Linked DNA regions of Mus musculus: region 1 is linked to region 2. Evidence: chromatin contacts called from public HiChIP or PLAC-seq data. All regions are on one chromosome and are shown on one strand. The core of a region is the stretch at or near the end of the contact, and the rest is flanking DNA. Distances in the headings are between cores, read along the strand shown.

The links. HiChIP or PLAC-seq counts read pairs in DNA pulled down with a chosen protein or histone mark.
Region 1: an H3K4me3 HiChIP or PLAC-seq map of bone marrow-derived macrophages shows a contact between it and region 2, with 4 times the contacts expected there. The contact joins the promoter of Slc25a27 here to the promoter of Cd2ap in region 2. A contact is called at or near these places in 2 of 39 promoter capture datasets (liver and pre-B cells), 1 of 484 Hi-C or Micro-C datasets (olfactory sensory neurons) and 2 of 115 datasets of contacts at active chromatin or transcription factors (bone marrow-derived macrophages and memory CD8 T cells).

The regions. Positions count from the first base shown.
Region 1 is chr17:43,663,397-43,669,420 of GRCm38.p6, forward strand. It overlaps Slc25a27 (solute carrier family 25, member 27), which reads right to left and starts at 3,818. Exons shown (of 9, transcript NM_001357122.1): 1 at 3,504-3,818; 2 at 678-869. The coding sequence starts at 3,606. It overlaps Cyp39a1 (cytochrome P450, family 39, subfamily a, polypeptide 1), which reads left to right and starts at 3,976. Exons shown (of 12, transcript NM_018887.4): 1 at 3,976-4,398. The coding sequence starts at 4,213.
Region 2 is chr17:42,871,615-42,878,379 of GRCm38.p6, forward strand. It overlaps Cd2ap (CD2-associated protein), which reads right to left and starts at 4,810. Exons shown (of 18, transcript NM_009847.3): 1 at 4,699-4,810. The coding sequence starts at 4,702.

The DNA.
Region 1 (6,024 bases), core at 2,568-5,067, 790 kb after region 2:
TGACAGTGACCACTAATCACCCACAGAAGCAGTTCTCCTTAATTTTCACTGTGTTTAAGGTTTCTAAATAAGGGGAAAGGATGTAAATCATTCATGTCCGTCTGTCTTATACCATTAAAGAACTCACAGGGAAAACTTTGCAAACATACAGCTTAGTAGAAGCAGTTATAACTCCCTCTATATCAGGATGTATTAAGTGATGACACTCAGTGAATTATCTTTCTCTCTTCATGGATATGTGTGCGTACAGTGAGGATGGCGTGTAGATATGCTTGCATGTGTGCAGAGTCATATTAGTGTGTGGTTATGCAAGCACATAGCTACATGTGCATGTGCCGAGGTCCAAAGTTGAGACCAGTTGTCCTCTTCTGTCACTTTCCATGTTATCTGCTGCTCGCCATTTCCCGCTAGACCACTTGCCAGCCTGTCTCAAGGTTCTCCTGGACAATCCCAGGGCATTGCACCACATGGAAGTTAAATACTTCCATACACTAGTCTCAAAATTTAGGGCAGTAACTCCTTAATAACACTTGGAAAGATTTTCTTCTATTGATTTATTGTATCAGTTGGGGGTGGGGGAGGAATAATGTCTTTGCTGGATTTTGCATCCAGCTGAAGAGAAAAGCAAAGAATACAGAACCCATAACAAACTTACCAGCTAGAATCAAGATAAATACCTACGTGTCTGTAAATGGCGGGCGTCACTCCTTGCCACAGCTTTAGGAAGCCTTCCTCCTGAACAATTCCCAGGGCCGTGCGCACCATGCCCCTATAAGGGGCAGAGTCCACTGCGCCATCTCCCAACCTAGCAAGGGCAGCTTCTCCTTGCATCTGGAGTCGGGTTTTTGTGAGATCGAGGGGAAAGGTTGCTAATGAAATAGAAAACAGATGAAGGGGAGGAAACCCCAAAACATTCAGACAAACCAACAAAAAAAAACCTCTAAAATCAGAGGATTAGCATTCCCCCAAGATTTGGAGCCTCTGAAGTAGGAGAATATGGCAGCCTCAGCTAGGGAACCTGCGGAAAACACACACTTCCAAACCCATCCCCACACACCCTGACCTCATAGGTTGATTTAGAGAGTACAATCTCACGCCTTCCCAAATCTAAAATTCCCTGCCCCAAAGCATCCCCAGATACAAAGGCAAAACAAAATAATCCCACAAAAGCAGGGCAACCCTTGATCTCTTTTTAATAAAAAAAATTAATCTCAAACCCAATTTAGTTTTCCCAATGAGAAACAGCTTCAAGTATCCCCGTTCTGTCTCCTTGACCATAGCCACTATCATTTGAGATCTAATACAAATTTAGAACAAATTTAAAGTGGAATTCTATGATTTTTATAGGTTCTTCTTCCCCGAGAATGAATCACAGGACTGATGTTTGAGATGGAGAAGATGCAATGAGGTTGGAACATCTTCTGTATACAGGGGTAGCAATGTTCTTCAAACTGAGGCAACTTCTGAACGGATAAGTTTTATACATGGCCTATTCATGAGTTCTTTGTAAGTCGCAACTTTAGTTAACTGGAAAATTTGCTTATATGTTGAATTAGAGACAGTTTATCTTGATCTGAAAGCCTATTCTAGCTACTTGGTCCATCATACACTTCGTACACACAATACCCTGAAGAACTCTTAAGAAGGATATGGGGTCAAGCTCATGAACATCGCTTAGAGTACACAAAGATTTTCAGTGACCGCTGCCTGATCCACGATCCATGAATACCTTTCCAAAGACAGGAGAGGGGGCGGGGAGGGGGATGTGTTACATCTTTCCATTAGGTTCTGGAAAAGTTGCTAACCAATAATGTCCCTAAGATGTTTTCTTATCTTGCATATATATGGAGTCTTAAAAAGTTTCCAGTGGTATACACACACACACACACACACACACACACACACACCTTAAAAAGTGTCTTATCAACACATGAAACTGAGCAAAGTATGAAGAGGCAAGAGCTCTAAGTACAAATGCTGCTTCTCAGAACACATGTTTTCTTCCTTCCTTTTCCTTTGGTTACCTTGTGGCTGGGGCATTCGTGCTGAATCAGTGTGAACTCCCCTTTACCAACTAACTTTGATCCCTTGGCCTTCTGTCCCTATTCTTCACCCGTTTCTCCCCAACACATTTCACAGGACCGTTTCTGGACAAGCCACTGAGCTTTCAGGGAGCCATCAAACCACTAATGCAGCTCATCACTCGGCTGACTCGTTTTAGATGTCTTTAGAAGCTGGTGAATTTTATTTAGGAAAATCAATGATTAAGGAAAATAAAATTGTGTTAGCTTTGATTAGAAAGAAGACAAATAGATGGGCCAAAGGCAAGAAAGGAAGAGTCTAAAGGGCAAAGCAATAGGTAGTGTGCTGGCTATGCTAGGCATAAAAATAAATAAAGCTCCGCTAGAGACGGTTGGATAACATTTTCAAATAACTAATGCACCAGAGACATTTTCCTTTTTCTTTCTTTCTTTTTTTAATGGACAAAAAAATGTAAGGGTAATCTCAAATAGCTTCACAGAGACCACAGGTTGTACTCAAAACCTCCCTGCCCCCTTCCTGAAAAACAACAACAACCACAACAACACCCCCACCCTTTGCTCATGCCATAGTGCCGTAATCCACTTTAGGTGGTCTGTTTATTTACTTATTTATTTATTTGTTGTTGTTGTTTGTTTCTTTGAACTCACTTAGGCAGATGGATCTGTCTTGTTTTGTTTTGTTCCTATAATGTTCTTGGAACACACAGAAATAGCTTCTCTGCAACAGGCAGCAGCTGTAAATAAATGTCTTTCTCTGCATGTGCCACCCCCCACCCGCCACCCCACTGAGCCTGGAAGAAGGCCACACTGGGGTTTTTTGCAATTGTATATCCAGGACCCACTACTGCATCAACTGGAATAATGCTGCCCCTACCTTGCATTTACCACATATAAAAATTACTTCTCAGAATTCCCCTTAACGGGTATAGGCTCAGAGAAGTGATGTGGCTGACTGGCATTAAGCAAATGTTCCAGAGGGATGGTTAACAATTGGAGTCCCTCAAGGTAGGACTCACTGTCCCCCTTCCCCCAACTCAAATCTTAAAGACTCCCGAGGCAGCATAAGACTATAAACCACAAAAAACGATCCCAGGGAGGATGAAAAAGAAAAAAACAAACCAAAACCAAACCAAAAAACTGTGAACAAATGGATTATGGTTCTATAAAGGTCATCCTTACGAAAGGGGAAATGTTTCCTAGAGAGGTATAGGGCTCATGAAGAGCCCAAGAGTACTCACTCAGGCATAAGACAACATCCCTGGGGATGGGAAGACAAGGACCCTGGACACCTCCAATCCACGCTCCTCCCGAAGCTGGCCTACTGGGCACCTGACCACATCCTTGCGAGGGTCCAACCTCTGAAGATGCACTCCAGCCAGGAGTGAGGCTGCCCGCCCATCCCTCCCCCAGCACGATGCCGCAGCCACTCGCTGGGGAGGCCGAGGCGGGGGCGGCCGGTACCTAGCTCGGCCACGGTTGCGGCGCAGCCGGACAGTAGGAACTTGCTCGTCCGGGGCCATCTCTGCGTGAGCGGCAGCAGCTTCTCCTCCTCGGCGATAGGCATTCAGCAGCAAGTCAGGACCACTGGGCACCGCTGGTCGCCTGGGAACCTGCCACCCTGCCGGCGCCGCCCCTTTTCAGCCCGAGAGAGGTCAGGTCAGGACCATGTGCCTTTATTACGCTCTGCAAAGGCGCCGCCCGCCTGGTAGCTGGACCGGTCCGGCGGCCTCAGGTGCTGAAAAACAAAGCCGCACCCAAGAGGCTTCTGGGAAATGTAGTTCTTGGGGGCTCAGCGACTTCTCTGATTGGCTGGTAGCTAGGCGCCCGCTGCAAACAGCTAGTTTACTCGAGCTCCGCCGCCTCAGGATGTGTTCCCGCCTCCTCCGTCCCAGCCCAGCCCAGCCCAGTTCAAATCAAAGCTTTTTTTTTTTTTTTTTTTTTTTTTTTTTTTCTCATAATTTGAAAGCCGTGGGAAGGTGGAAGATAGCCACAATGCAAAAATCACACAAAAACTGGGGCGGGGCAAAGGAACCACAGTTACGCAAGAGAATTTGTTTAAAAAGTTTCTCGGCTCAGAGTTTGCAAAACTGGGCGCATTTTCCTCAGTCGGCGGGGGACTAGGAGATTCCCCTGGAGAAGGACGTTTTCAAACGTCTGTTGATTCTGGAAGATGGGCATTATGGAGTTATTCTCACCAATAGCAATCGCCGTTCTGGGAAGCTGTGTTCTTTTCTTATTCTCTCGGTTGAAGAATTTGCTTGGACCCCCGTGCATCCAAGGCTGGATTCCCTGGATTGGAGCTGGACTTGAGTTTGGGAAAGCCCCTCTTGAATTTATAGAAAAAGCAAGAATCAAGGTATGTAGCAGTGACAGGGAGTTTGGAGGGAGGTAGTATTTCCTTTTCTAATTTTTCTTTTATTAAACTCAGTGTTGGAACATTGGGCATACACATACTTCCGGCAATTCGTCTACTCTGTTTCTCTACATACCTTGTTGGAAATAGTCAGGTCTTTTGACTGTTAGTAATTCCCTGCAGTTAATTCTAAGTGGGTGTTTATTAACATTGCAGATGTAAGCTTGTAGTTTGGGGGCGGCGACAGAAGAGTTTCCATGATTTCAGTTTGTGAAAACGAGTAATAAATTTGTATCACAAGTAGAGGTAACTCTACGATTTTATAAAACTTGATTTGCTAAATTGATCTTTACAGATTAAAAGCTCCCCAATATTCTTTCTTTCTCTCCCCATCCCTACCACCAGATACTATTTTATTGGTGAGTTCCTCCCTCCCTTATTCCCTGCCCTGAGGAAATAAGTAATGGATTCCACTGTAAGGGTTTTTTTTTTTTTTTTTTTTCCCATAAAGCAGCTACTGAATGTTGAACAGTTTAGAGAAGGCACTTTTACTGGCTGGCCTTTTAATTTCTATTCATATTTTGGCGGCCAAGATCTTACTGTGGTTTTGGTTGGGAAGCCAGCATGGTGGATGAAGTGCTTTCTGCAGCAACCACAAAAACCTGAGTCCATACCTCAACCCCTCCAGGTTCAGTGAGAGAGGCTTTGTCTCAAAAACTGAGGTGGAGGGCCAGCAAGAGGGCTCGGTGGGTAAAGGTGTCTGCTGCCAAGCCTGGCATCTTGAGACTGAACCTTAGAACCCACATGGTGGAAGGAGAGAATCAGCTCTCTCAGATTGTTCTCAGACCCCCACATGGGCGCTGTGATACACACATGCCCATATTCCATGTAAACACAATATATGAATAATATTTTCTTATCATTTAGTATTTCTTCTAGCCCTCCCCCACTTCTGTGTGTGTACACTCATGTGTTGGTGTTCTAATCCATGCATGAAGGACTACATGGAGTTCAAAGGTTTGCACCAGGGTGTCTTCCTAGTTTGTTTTTCCACTACATTTTGTTGGGACAGGTCCTCAAACTGCATCTGGAGCTCATCCAGTCAGCTAAGACTGGCTGTTTAACAAGCCTCTGGGAACTGCCTGTCTCTGTCTCCCTGGCTTCTGGAGAATTAGGGATGCGAGCTTTTATGTCTGGGTTTTGCCTGGGGTCTGGGGATTTGAACTCTGATCCTCATGTTGGCACAGCAAGCACTTTGTCCACTGAGCCATATTCTAGTCTTTGATGGCTGTATTTCATCAAATAAGGATAAGATATTTTATTTAAATTCCAGTAGTTGGGTGATATGGGTTGCTGCTAACTGCTTTTCGTTGTTTCAACCATTCCCTCAATGGATATTCTTATGTGCATGCAGTTGAACATTTAAAACTTATCTGTGTTGAGGCGTGCATAGCTGTAGCCATCTTGTTCCACGCCTGCCAGCTACTTTATATGGGTGCTGTAATATGCCTGTCAGTCACTGATGCACAAAAATAACTCGACTAAGAATAGGGTCATGATGAAAACATACCCTGTTAAGTACTGCATGAGATTTGTTAAGCCTAACAAATTCCACCACTATAAGCTTCA
Region 2 (6,765 bases), core at 3,560-6,059:
ATTTCTGAAACAGTCCTGCTATTTAGCAGAATCTTCCCTGGAAGATCACCTACTACATCCACTCCCAAGTAGGTGATAGAACATGTGCCTATCACCATCTCTGAATCCTTAACTCTGCAATGATGAGTGTGTAAAGATAAGACATCTGCCGGTACACAGGGGGCTGGAGCGAGAGCTCAGCAGTTAAGAGCCCTTGCTTCTCAGTCACAAGGCCTGAAGTTCAAATACTATCTATCACACCTGCAGCAAACTGAAGCCACCTTAAACCCATTACTTCCAAGGAAACAGAGATAAAGAGAATTCCTGAGGCTTACTGTCTTTAATCCTAGCCAAGAAAACATGAGCCCCAGGGTTCAGAGAAAGACCCTGCTTCAGAGGAATTGGTAAAATGGTTTAAGAGGCAACGAACACAATCTTCTAGCCTCCACACATGCACAAAGGTACAATAAAAGGCTCAAAGGCAGGGCGTGGTGGCGCACGCCTTTAATCCCAGCACTCGGGAGGCAGAGGCAGGCGGATTTCTGAGTTTGAGGGCAGCCTGGTCTACAAAGTGAGTTCCAGGACAGCCAGGGCTATACAGAGAAACCCTGTCTCAAAAAACAAAAACAAAAACAAAACAAAACAAAAAAAAAAAAAAGGCTCAACTATTTTCATGGGTATAAATTTGATGGTTGCAGACAGATGACAGTAAAACAAACTTTCAAATAGAAAAAAATTTATCTAAAATTAAAAGAGACTTAGTTCTAAGTATCTGTTTACCATATATATAGATAGATAGATATAGATATAGATATAGATATAAATAATTTTATCTTACTTCACTCCAAAAATGTATATATGTATTTTTGAGAAAGAAGTATTCAGGACTGGAAAGATGATGTAGTGGTTAAGAGCAGAGCACTGGCTGCTCTAACTGTTGCCCATAACTGTAGCGACATGGGATCTGATGTCCTCTCCTGTTATGTAGGCATAAATGCAGACAATACACCCAAATGCATCAAATACATAAATAAATCTAAAAAAAGCATTGCCTTTCTTCATTCCCAAATATCCTGGCTAATTCCTTCAAAATGTTTTGAATGGCATCTCCTCCTACATTTAATGCAGAAACTAAGAACATTAATGTACCATAAAACTTAAATAAATGTCTCGGGGCTAGTGAGATGGCTCAGCGGGTAAGAGCACTGACTGCTCTTCCAGAGGTCCTGAGTTCAAATCCCAGCAACCACATGGTGGCTCACAATCACCCATAATGAGATCTGATGCCCTCTTCTGGTGTGTCTGAAGTCAGCTACAGTGTACTTACATATAATAATAAATAAATCTTTAAAAAAAAATGTCTCTAGTAGTATTAATCCTTAAGTTTTTCCAAAGCATTTAAACATTTCAAATGAATAAGTTTCTCACAATCTATCTAATATTGGAAAACAATGTATACAATTTTTGTCAAGCTGTACCATACAGAATTCAATTTATATATTAACACAAAATCATCTTACTGGTCCTCGAAGACAGTATTATGCTTTCAGCAAAGATAAAAATTCACATACAAATCAGTAGAATTGCACAAGTTCCACCAGCAATATTCTAAGCATTGTTAGGTCATTCATTCACCTAATAACCCGAGACTGGCACTCCTCACCAATTTACAGACCAATAAACTGAAGCACAGAGGCTAATTAACTTCCCAAGTTGCAAAGCTTGTAGGCAAGGCCTCAGGAAGTCCCTGTCCAGAGCCCTTTTCCTTTTTCAGACAGTTTCATGCAGCCTAGGAAGGCCTTGAGTGTACTGTGCGAACAAAGCTGGCCTTGAATTCTTCAATTCCTGCTTCTACTCCCAAAGTAATGCAGGTCTCGGCTTCAGAAACTCTTAACTAGCCAGCTGTGTCTCTTAAAGTGTAGAAACTATCACCTCATAAGAATCCACGATCATCTCAAAACAAAACAAACAAACAAAAAAAGATTTATTTTTATTTAGTGACAAATTAGATAAAACATGAGTATTTTAGGCTGCATTATTTTTTTTTAAATCTTACAGAGAGTGTGTGTGTGTGTGTGTGTGTGTGTGTAGGCCATGTGGAGGGGTGCCCTCATAAACCAGATGAGGGTATCAGATCCCTTGGTAAGCCACCCAATATGAATGAGAACCAAATTAGAAAGCAGAGAGAGAGCTCTTAAGAGCTCAGCTCTCTCAAGCTGCATCCTGAATTGTAAGAACTAAAGACTACTGGGTGGAAGGGACAGTAAGGCCTACAATCCCAGCAGCCAAGAGGCTGAGGCAGGAAGATCACTTTGAGTTCAAAGCCAGTCTGGACCACAGAGTAAGGAGATCTTATCTTTAAAATGCAAGAAAATGAGGGCAGGTAACAAACTCTGCAAATTACATATTAGAGGAAACTCTTTAACTTGAATTTGAGGATTTTAATGAATACACAACCAACAGATTTTTAATAGAAGCAGATTTATCTGCAAATGTTTCACAGGCCCCCAAAATAACCTTCAAAGCACAAATCTTGACAGTATGCTAAACAATTTTCCCAAGATACTCTGGCAACTCTAAAATAGATCAAAGAAACGGCGTGTGGACAGTAAATACAGGTATTATAATGTAAAATACTTTCCATACTTTCCTTAAAACCTTAGCAGGGGCCCGGGCAGGACAGTGGTGGCTCACGCCTTTAATCCCAGCACTTGGGAGGCAGAAGCAGGCAGGATTTCTGAGTTTGAGGCCAGCCTGGTCTAGAGAGTACAATGAGTTCCAGGACAGCCAGGGCTATAGAGAAAAACTCTACTGGAAAAACAAAAACAAAAACAAAAACACCTTAGCTGGGTATAGTGACTTTAATCTTAGCATTTGGGAGGCAGAGGTAGGTGGATCTCTGTGAGTTCAAAACTAGCCTGATCTATAGAGTGTGTGCCAGGATATCCAGAACTACACTGTAAGAACCTGAAGAGAAGAGACAGAGACAGAGACAAAGACAGGGAGAGGAGGTGAAGAGACAGAGACAGAAAGAGAGAAGGAGAAGACCTTATACTCAAGTATAGACCTACTGATTTTCCCCTATGCAAAAATCACAAATTTAAATGATCTCCACGGTTTAAAAGAGAGAGAGAGAGAGAGAACGGGGAAGGTGAAAGGCGATACTAATCATAGTTTCAAGCCCATCGGATAACCAGCAGTTCCAAGGACGGGTACTTAAAATAACTGCAAACTGCAAAGAACTGTCTGTTGTTTAGCACCTGGTCCAACAGTATACAAGATCCAAGGTGGTTAAAAGGGCTCACAGCAACTCAAAGTCACAAAATGATGACTCTGGACCATCAAAAGATGTTTAATTACATTCTGCATCCTGACTTAAGACAGATAAGAATTGTATACTTAATTTTAGCTTTTCATCCCAATCAGTTAAGCTAGCTTTTGATGCTTTAGAATAAGCCTGCAATTACCCCGTAAACTCAACTAATCAAGTGGAAAGGAATTCATTTCAAAGTCCCTAACAGCAAATGTTTGTCTCCTGAGTCAAAAAGCACTTGGTGTATAAAAGGTACACAAAGCAGGAGGGAAGCGGAGGGAGAATAAAATTAGAAGCTCTAAGAAAACAGAATAGCCAGTGTCTGTAAACACTAGCTAAATTTGTCTCCCACAAAACAAAGTGTGGGCACGGGGTGCCACATCAGCAGAGCTCCTGTTTTTGTTGGGCTTCTAAATCATCCGCTAGTTTCCTGAATTATTAATTTCAGTAATGGTTTTAAGCAGCATCGACTCTGGAGTGAGAACGTGATAATGTCTTTCTGATTTATACCACAAAACCAAATACTGGTCTTACACTTTTTGCCTTGTGGTAACACCAAGCTGGGGGCGGGGGGGCGGGGGAGAAACATACTTTTACTTTACTTTTAAATTATAACCATTCGAGGGAGCTCGTGTCTAGCCCAGACGCAACTTATCAAAAGAACTGTTACACCACTGAACAAAACTCCTTTTCAAAGAAGTCCGCTGCGACGCTTGCTCTCTCTCTCTCTGACTCCAAACGAAAACCTGAAGAACGCACAGAAAAACAACCTTGTGGCCCCGGTACTTTTGCTCGCCTCCAAGAAGGAAGTCTCCCTCCAAACAGGAAACAGCAAACAGCTCCTCCAGAGGTTCCAACTGGGAATCCTAGAATAACCGAACCCCTAACCCAGTCCTCAGGAGGAGGAAATTCGCCGCGCTGCTAGGTGCCAACACACCTGACAAGGCAGACGACGAATACCAGGAAAAACGATTTCAAAAAACTGACCCACGAAAAGAGGAAGGGGAGAGAAGTCACAAATCACTGCCAAAAAGCCCAGCCGATCGCAAAGAGAATTAAGTTTCTTCCTGTGCTTCCAATTCTCTATGACAAAATGTCTGTGTGTGTGTGTGTGTGTGTGTGTGTGTGTGTGTGTGTGTGTGTGCGCGTGCATAGTAGATGTGGGGGTGTGAGTGCATTCTTTTTTAAACCAATCTGTACCAAGCCACCGAGTAGCAGAGCTGCAAGTGCCACTTTCTCAAGTTCGCGATCGCCCTCCCCCATGGAAGTCAGGGGCTCCCAGAGGGCGCAGGGCAACGGGTCACGGGTTCGAGCCCCGCTGTCCCGCACAAGGACCGACGAGGGGAGAGCCCGATTGGAGCCGACCCGCGTGCGAGGAGCCCAGTGGCCGGCGCGGTAGTGCTTACCCATGCTGCGGCTCTGGCGGGGAGAGCGCGGCCCCGCGGCCCCTTCTGTGCACCGGCTCAGGCGCGGCGGGGAAGCGACTCCATCCGCCCGCGGCGCGCTTGGCCGCTCCTCACGCCCGGCCTCGGCCGCAGCCCCGGCAGGCGGGGGTGGGAGGGGGGGTGGAGAACGGGGTCCGCGCCTGAGCACAGGGCGCACTCAGCCACGCTCCCGGGCCGCTTCCGCTCGCAGCTGGCTGAGGCACTTGGCGGGGTCTCGCACGGTCAGCCCGCACCCGCTCCCTCGGAGGCGGAGCGCGCCACGCTCGAGAACGCGGTGGCAAGCCACGGGCCCAGTGTGAAGAGAGTCGGGACCCGGCTGGGGCGAAATCTCGCGAGAACGATCTGGGATTCCCGGCCACGCCCCCTGCGGCCCCCGCGCGCGCCACCCAGGCTCCGGCAGCTGGTGCCAGGTGCGGTGACGTCACGCGGGGGCGCGCGCCACCATCCTCCAGGTGTGGCGGGCTGCGGGCACTTGGTCTCCCTGGGGTGTACGACACAGCTGGCTGCCCGGCCCATACAGATACCAAAGGGGTTCTGCAAAATGAGCCCCGGTTACCCCACTTTCTTTTTTCTTTCTTTTTTATTTATTTTTTTTTTTTGCAAAGGTGTCGCTTGTGAGAGATCTAAAAGAGAACAGCTATGGGAGCGAGAACTTCGAAGTTCAAGGCGGGGTCCCCTTCCCCCCCCCGCAAATGTGGGGACCCCACAGTTCACCTACAGAGTTCCCTGCGGGTCAAAAGCAATGTTTTTCTTTGGGGTGGGTGAGAAACGCAGTGAATTTTTCATAGGCATACATTATTGTATTCCTTGAGTCTCTTGTTGGCCAAAGATGACTTCCTACACCCTCTTTTGAAATAGAAATCGTTCTAAATTAGGCATCGTGGTTTGAAACATTGCCAGGCATTATTTTTTTTTTCCTCTAGAGTCAATATGAAGGCCGGCGTAGGATTATTGTAATCAAACACGAGCTTTCTTCAACTTATTGACAAATTTAATTAATATGACCTTAATTTTCCTCCCCTCCTATTTGAAAAAGTCAACTTCAAGGCCTGAGCAAGTATGGGGGAGCAACGTGTTGACTGCCAACTATTGTGCCTAGTGTTGGTTTTTTGTTTTTTTTTTTTTTTTCAAGAAATTACGCCTTTGAATTCTCACAGCTACCGGACACTTAAACTGCTTTGCCCGTTGGAACCAGGCCGACTTGGGTCTCTGAAACTCAGCTCTGCCGTTTATTTTTTTGTAGGTCCCTGGGTGAATGAACCTGACTGGAGCTTTAGCAGTTAATGTGTTAAAAGAAATGTTTATTTACAGTGTAGAACAAGAGTAGAGACTTTGTAAATAGCCATTCCCACTCCCTCCTATAGCCCCGCTTTGAGCATCTTTCACTACTCCTAAAAAGATTGCCAATGGTGAATTCTGAAGCAAAACTTGTAGAAACAAGTGGATAAAACAGTTGCAATTAGTTCTGTGCAAGAAGAAACAAGGAAAACATTTCATTTGCACAAATAAACAAGATGTCAGCAGGGTATCACTGAACTCACTTGCCTTGTATTAGTCAAAGACTATTTATTGAGCAATACGTTCATTGTCTCCTCCCAAGCAAAGAACACAAATAAAAAATTCATAGCCCTTATCCTTCGTGACTTTGCATTCTGTTTCAAAGGCAAGACATGAACACAAAACAACTTAATAAACAGCCTAAAGTAGACCAAGTTGGGTTGTAAGAACCTAAAAGAAATTAAGTTATGACCAGCAAGGGAAGTCTCAAGGAGAGAGGCTGCACAGAGAAGTAAAACCAAAAACTCTCACAGTTCTAAAGCTAGGAGTGTCTTCCAAAGATAAAACCATGAAATCCAGGATTGTATTTATTTTTACATGTATGTGTTCCACATGTCGGTGCACCACATGCTTGCCTGTTCCTGTGGAGACTAAAAAAGGTCCATAAATCCCCTAGACTGGAGTTCCAGGCAAGTTTGAGCCACCAGATGGGAGTGCCAGGAACCAAACCCAGGTCCCCTACAAGAGCAG